Regions from separate parts of the Mus musculus genome. Here region 1 is linked to region 2. A link is a contact called in public Hi-C data. All regions are on one chromosome and are shown on one strand. Each heading gives the region's core, a stretch centred on a gene start, on an enhancer-like site or on the middle of the called end of the contact. The rest is flanking DNA. Distances are from core to core; before and after follow the strand shown. Region 1 holds the start of Gria3 (glutamate receptor, ionotropic, AMPA3 (alpha 3)). Region 2 has its middle 110 kb from the start of Gria3.

Region 1 (2,700 bases), core at 37-2,536, 110 kb before region 2:
ATGATTTTTTTCAACCTGTGTGTCTTTCAAGACTTGGAAACTCTGCTTTCCACTGTGAAAAACCTGGGTTTTGTACACGGAGGAAACTAAAAAGACGGGAGAAAGAGGAGGCTGCTGTAGGGGAAGGATGAAGGAGCTAAAAGTGGGACTTGGTTCTTTCTTAAGCTTGAGTCTGGCCCCGAACCCTGACTCCAACCCCACCCCCACCCTTAGCCACACAGCTGGTTCATTTTCCCTCCTGGGGTACAGGGGATAGGGTGGGAAGAAAAACAATTTCGTTCCCCTTGCTGTCCCAATCATCCCCTATGACAATACAGGGGGTCAGTTCAGTAAAAGCAACAATTCTAACTTCTCTACTTGCAAATACAGGCAGAGGCGGGGAGAACTCCCTTCCGGCTACTGGAGCTGGTCTCCAGACAGACACAGCCGCAATTCATGAATGCTTGGTCTGCGTGACTTCCCTGCTTGCCCGACTCCTTGTATCACCCCCACTTCCCACCCCATCCTCCATCCACACAGCTACTTCCTTGGTCTGGGGGTTTCAAAGTGGGTTCCTTTTCTTCTAACACTGTCCTGTCTCACTGAAGCCTGAGACGCGGGACGGGGCGACCTGGGCCCAGGTTATGCGTCCTGGCGCGGCCAGACAGGCAGTATCACCCTGGGACAACTTCCAGTGGCTGCAAGCATGCCCTGGCAAAGTCCAGAATAGCGAGCTGAAAAGCCGCGACTCTTAGCCTCTTGCAGCATCCCAACCTCCAGCTTGACTCCCTTGCTCCTCGGTCAGAAAACCTGGCCGTCCACCCGCATTAGCCCCGGGAGACCCCTTCCCTCATCTTGGATGCTCCCCATACTCGTCAGTTCTTTGCAGCTCAGGTCTCCAATATCTCAGCTCAGTCCCCCATCCCTAGACACCGTCCCCAAACCATGCAGGACAGGGACTCATGTTGCGATACCCCCAGCCCCACTAGGGTAGTGGGTTTCAAATGCAGAAGAGCCTGGCCCCCTCTGGCTGGCTCTGGGGAGCTTACCTATGCTGATGGTGTTGGGGAATCCTCCGTGAGAATGACCCAAAAGCCCCAGGACTAAAAAGAAGACCGCCCGGAGCACGCTTTGCCCCATTTTCTTCTGCCTGGCTGTGCTACGCCTAAAACGAAGCTGACAAGAGCATGGGCGCAACTCGGGAGTCGTCAAAATAATAATAGAAAAAGAAAAAGAATTCGCCGGCTCTTACACCCCCTCCCCTCAACTTGCTCTCGCTCGCTCACTCTTCCTTTCCACCCCACACTAATCCTCCTCCGCCGCCGCCTCCTCCTCTTCTCTCTCTCTCTTCTCTCTTCCTCTCTCTCTCCCTCTCCTCTCTTCCTCTCTCCTCTCTTCCTCTCCCCCCTCCCAGGATCTCTCTCACACCCCCTCCACGCCCCCCCACCTCACTTCTGTCTTCACACCAATCTGGAAGGCGGGTTCATTGGCTGCAAGCTGGGTTCCCCAAAGCGATTTCTGAGAGAGAGAGAGAGAGAGAGAGAGAGAGAGAGAGAGAGAGAGAGAGAGAGAGAGAGAAAGGAAGAGAGAGAGAGAGAGAGAGAGAGAGAGAGAGAGAGAGAGAGAACAGACAGAGAGACAGGCAGAGACAGAGACCGGCACAGAGATAGAGACACAGGGAGACAGAAACAGAGAGAATTAAAACCGGAGCAAAACCAAAATCGTAAAAAAACAAAACAAAACAAAACAGGGACGAGATAAAGAAATAAGAAAGAAATTATAAAGAAAACCAAAGGGTTCCCCCGCCCTCGAAGATGGTGGATCTAAAGAGTGGGGAAGAAGAAAAGAGCTAAAAGCCTCAAAGGCTCAGCTCCGGTGAATTGGGTTCTTCCAATTGGGCCGGTAGGGGGATATTGATCAAAGTTGATCTGACGTGGAATTAAAGCCGCACACCGCTTAGCTCCACTGCAAACTGCAGCTCTGGACTGCAAAGCCTAGGCGCCGGCGTATGTCAACACCGGAGATGGGATCAACAGAAATACACCAATCCTCACGTGGACCAGACTTTCAAGCTGCAACCAGTTTCCTGTTTTTAAAAGTCTGCAGTGTCTCTACATCTGTATGTGCGTCTTAAAGATGAAGGGTCTTGAGGGGTGGTTAGTGGTTACTCTTGAGTCTTTGTGAAGAGACTCAGAAAAGCAGTTCCCATCACAATGCGCCCTAAGATGCTGCGCATGCCTGGTCTCTGCCGCTCAGCTCAGCTATTACAGCAGAGAGAGATCCGAGGGCAAGTGAACAACCCCCACCCGCATTCCCCCATCCCCGCAGCACTGGGAGGTGTGTCCCTCCCCCTACCCAAGTGCTGAGGCAGGTTTGCCAGCTGCGGGGGCTGTGACTGCTGACTGCTTTAGAGGGTATAGGAACATAGTATGTGTATGGAGGTGGGAGCTAAAAGGTTAATGAAAAGGACGCTCAGTCCTGCAGACCAAGGAGAGAAGTGTGGGAGTGAGCTGGGATGGGGGTGGGGATTGAAAGTTAAGGTTGGAGGAAAGTGCCCCTTGCTGCTTTGCTCCCTTAATGTTGACTTTAGGTGGATCAACTATTCCCTCCCCCACACTGAGTGCAGACTTCAGAGATTACCACTCTCACCCAACTCTCCTGCCTCTCTCCTAGCTAAGAGGAGAAAAGAATCTAGGAACTCCTACAGTTCACCCTAGGTCT
Region 2 (2,700 bases), core at 16-2,515:
AGATATTTGAAGTTTTTGACTTAACTCTCCTACAGGCTATAACCTGGACTAGCTAGTGGAAATAAACACATAAGTTTTGTTTTTGCTTTTTGTTTTTTGGTCAGGTATTTTATCACAGCAACAAAAGTCAGACTAAAATAGATATGCTAATACAGGTCCTTCTATGGAAGGGTACATTAGGAAGGACGAAGAACCCCTACTTTCCCAGCAAGAGGATTGATGTATTTCTCTTTCCCTTTTAAGCTATAGTCTATATTTATGTATGTATTGAAAAAAATAAAGAAATATTATTTATAATCTTATGCTTCCTTTCACCATAAGAATGAGTTGGGTCTCAAAATGGTGAAGAGATCCAGTATTTTATTCATTTAAATAGATGATGAATTTTGAGGATACTATCAAGATAAATTTAAATATAGCAACAATTATATTGATCAGACAAAAATGAATATAGAAGATTTGGTAAAGAGTATGCCATGCATTCTGATTTGATGAATAGAAACCTTGAGTACTTGACTGTCATTATGTATTTTCCCCCCAAGGAAAACTGAACCACATAAAATGCTGCTGAGAAACATAACTCAGAATAAAACATGTCATTTCCGGTCTGATCTAGATTGATATGGAAAGCCTGCATGGTTAAGTCCCATGAAGGCCAACAAGACTATACAACATGTGAGGACTGGCTGACTATTCTTGTTATATATACCCAGCCTAGAGTGTCAAGTATTTAGTTTTAAACTACATTTCAATAATGAGTGAGAAAAGTAAATGAGTTAAGGAATTAAAATGTATTATACATACACTTAAATTTTTTAAATGAAATATATTTATTTATGTGTTGGGGGTGACATATATGGATGTCAGAGGACAACTTCTGGAAACCATTCTCTTCTACTATATAAACTCATAAAATTGAACTCAGGTAATTATACTTGGCAGTCAGTGCCTCTACTTGCTGAGCAATCTTGCCAGCCTGTGTATGAGTATTTTTTGAGAAATATTTTTAATCTACGTTCCCATTACAATTTCATGAAGAAAACAATAGTGTGGTTGTTGCCTTAAAAGAAAAAGATCTCAAATATGTTAAATAATTTTCTCAAGGTTATAACTAGTAATTGGCCATGTAGTGGCTTGTACTTAGGCTTTCTGACCACATTTATTTCAGTTATTTCAGGCACTGTTTTCTCTCCATATTCTGACACCCTCAGATTAGCAAGTGGGAAGTACTACTTCCTCCTTTCACTAGCAAGTTCCTTCTTTGCCATTCTTTCTTTCCTTCTACCTTCTGGTAATTTCTGCACCAGCAGAACATAGTCAGCTTTACAAGTCATAGCAGCAGAGGTCCGAAAAAGGGAACTGGTGAAAGAGAGGTTGTTAAAGGGAGAAAAATAGTAGATTTAAAACCACAAATGGTCCGTTGAGCAGCTGTTTAGATCATGTAATGACCACCATCTTTCTTTAGATTCCTCTTTTCCAAGATGGGAAAGGCTTCCCACAACAACCAATATGGTTATTGCAGTATGAGTTTATTGATGCTAGTTAATTTGCAATTTGCTTCTAGGTATGCATGAATTTTTTTTTAAATCACCAGATTTACAGACAGAATTCCCTATTTAATAGAGGGCGATTAATTTGAACAATAAATAGTTTAGGCTTGAGAAATAGTTAATGAATGAAACAGGTAATGACTTGAAGAAATTCCAATTCACTTTCTTAGCTCATTTGAGAAGTTATTGTATCTATAAAACAAGAGCAAGCTGTCATTGCAAAGAGCCACTGAGAGATAAAACTGATCTCTCAGCCTCTATCTATGCTCTGTTAAACTAGTGGGATTTCATAAGGCATTTTTATTCATCCTTAGTTTTGGTTAAACCACACCTACCTTTGTTTATTATGTCCACATTCCCACTCAAACTTTAGCTCCTAGTATTCTCTCCCTGTTTTTGCAAGTCACAAATATTCTACTGTCATCTCTACTATTTATATTTTTAAAATTAGATAGGAATATCACAGGTTTTCAAATACTCTTTGCAAGTTTTGCAAGTGTGCTTCATTTTGGGTAAGTTTTCCTGGGGCCTCTCATTTCCCTATCCCCATCACTGTACTATTTTGTCGAGCACTTCTGCATTCAACACACTACTGCTCTCCTTTCACTTTAGGCATATTCTAGTTGCTGAGTGTTTACCTGTACTCCATGTTAAACAGACAAAGCAGAAGAAGATTTGAAGCTAGGAACCTTCCATTAGAGAGAAAATTCTGCATTTGAATGAACTCACTCATTATAATTGTTTCCCTCAATTCCATCTATTTACCTTCAAATCTCATGATTTCAATTTTGTTCACAGTTTAGTATTATTCCATTGTATGTATGTACTACTATGTTTTTATTATATACTCATCAGTTGATTGACATCTAGGTTGATTCGATTTTGTAGTTGTTGTTGACAGAGAGGCAATGAACATGGATGTCTGAGTATCTTTGTAGTGACATATGAAGTCTTTTAAGCATATATTCAGGAGTATATGCTTAAACGTATACTGGATCAAATGCTGGATCTATTCCTACTTTCTGTAAGAAACCTCTAGACTCATTACTAAAGCAGTTGCAACAGTCTACTCTCCTACTAACAGCGTCTAAGAGTTCCCATTTCCTTTCATATACACTAAAATGTGTAGTCATTTGTATTCCTACTAATG

The links. A called contact is a pair of places that touch in the nucleus more often than the background predicts.
Region 1: a Hi-C map of the HPC-5 cell line shows a contact between it and region 2, with 4 times the contacts expected there. The contact joins the promoter of Gria3 here to the enhancer-like site in region 2. A contact is called at or near these places in 2 of 39 promoter capture datasets (liver and pre-B cells), 2 of 484 Hi-C or Micro-C datasets (the HPC-5 cell line and myeloid progenitors) and 1 of 9 other capture datasets (adipose tissue).

The regions. Positions count from the first base shown.
Region 1 is chrX:41,399,984-41,402,683 of GRCm38.p6, reverse strand. Gria3 (glutamate receptor, ionotropic, AMPA3 (alpha 3)) reads right to left here and starts at 1,286. Exons shown (of 16, transcript NM_016886.5): 1 at 1,029-1,286. The coding sequence starts at 1,119.
Region 2 is chrX:41,289,891-41,292,590 of GRCm38.p6, reverse strand. No RefSeq gene overlaps it. Among named protein-coding and RNA genes, the nearest start is that of Gria3, 110 kb to the left of the region's middle. Within about 2 kb of position 1,265, at least 8 of the 459 cell types and tissues checked have an H3K27ac peak or open chromatin away from gene starts, as enhancers often do. A contact at or near this core is called in the HPC-5 cell line and pre-B cells, where this site is marked.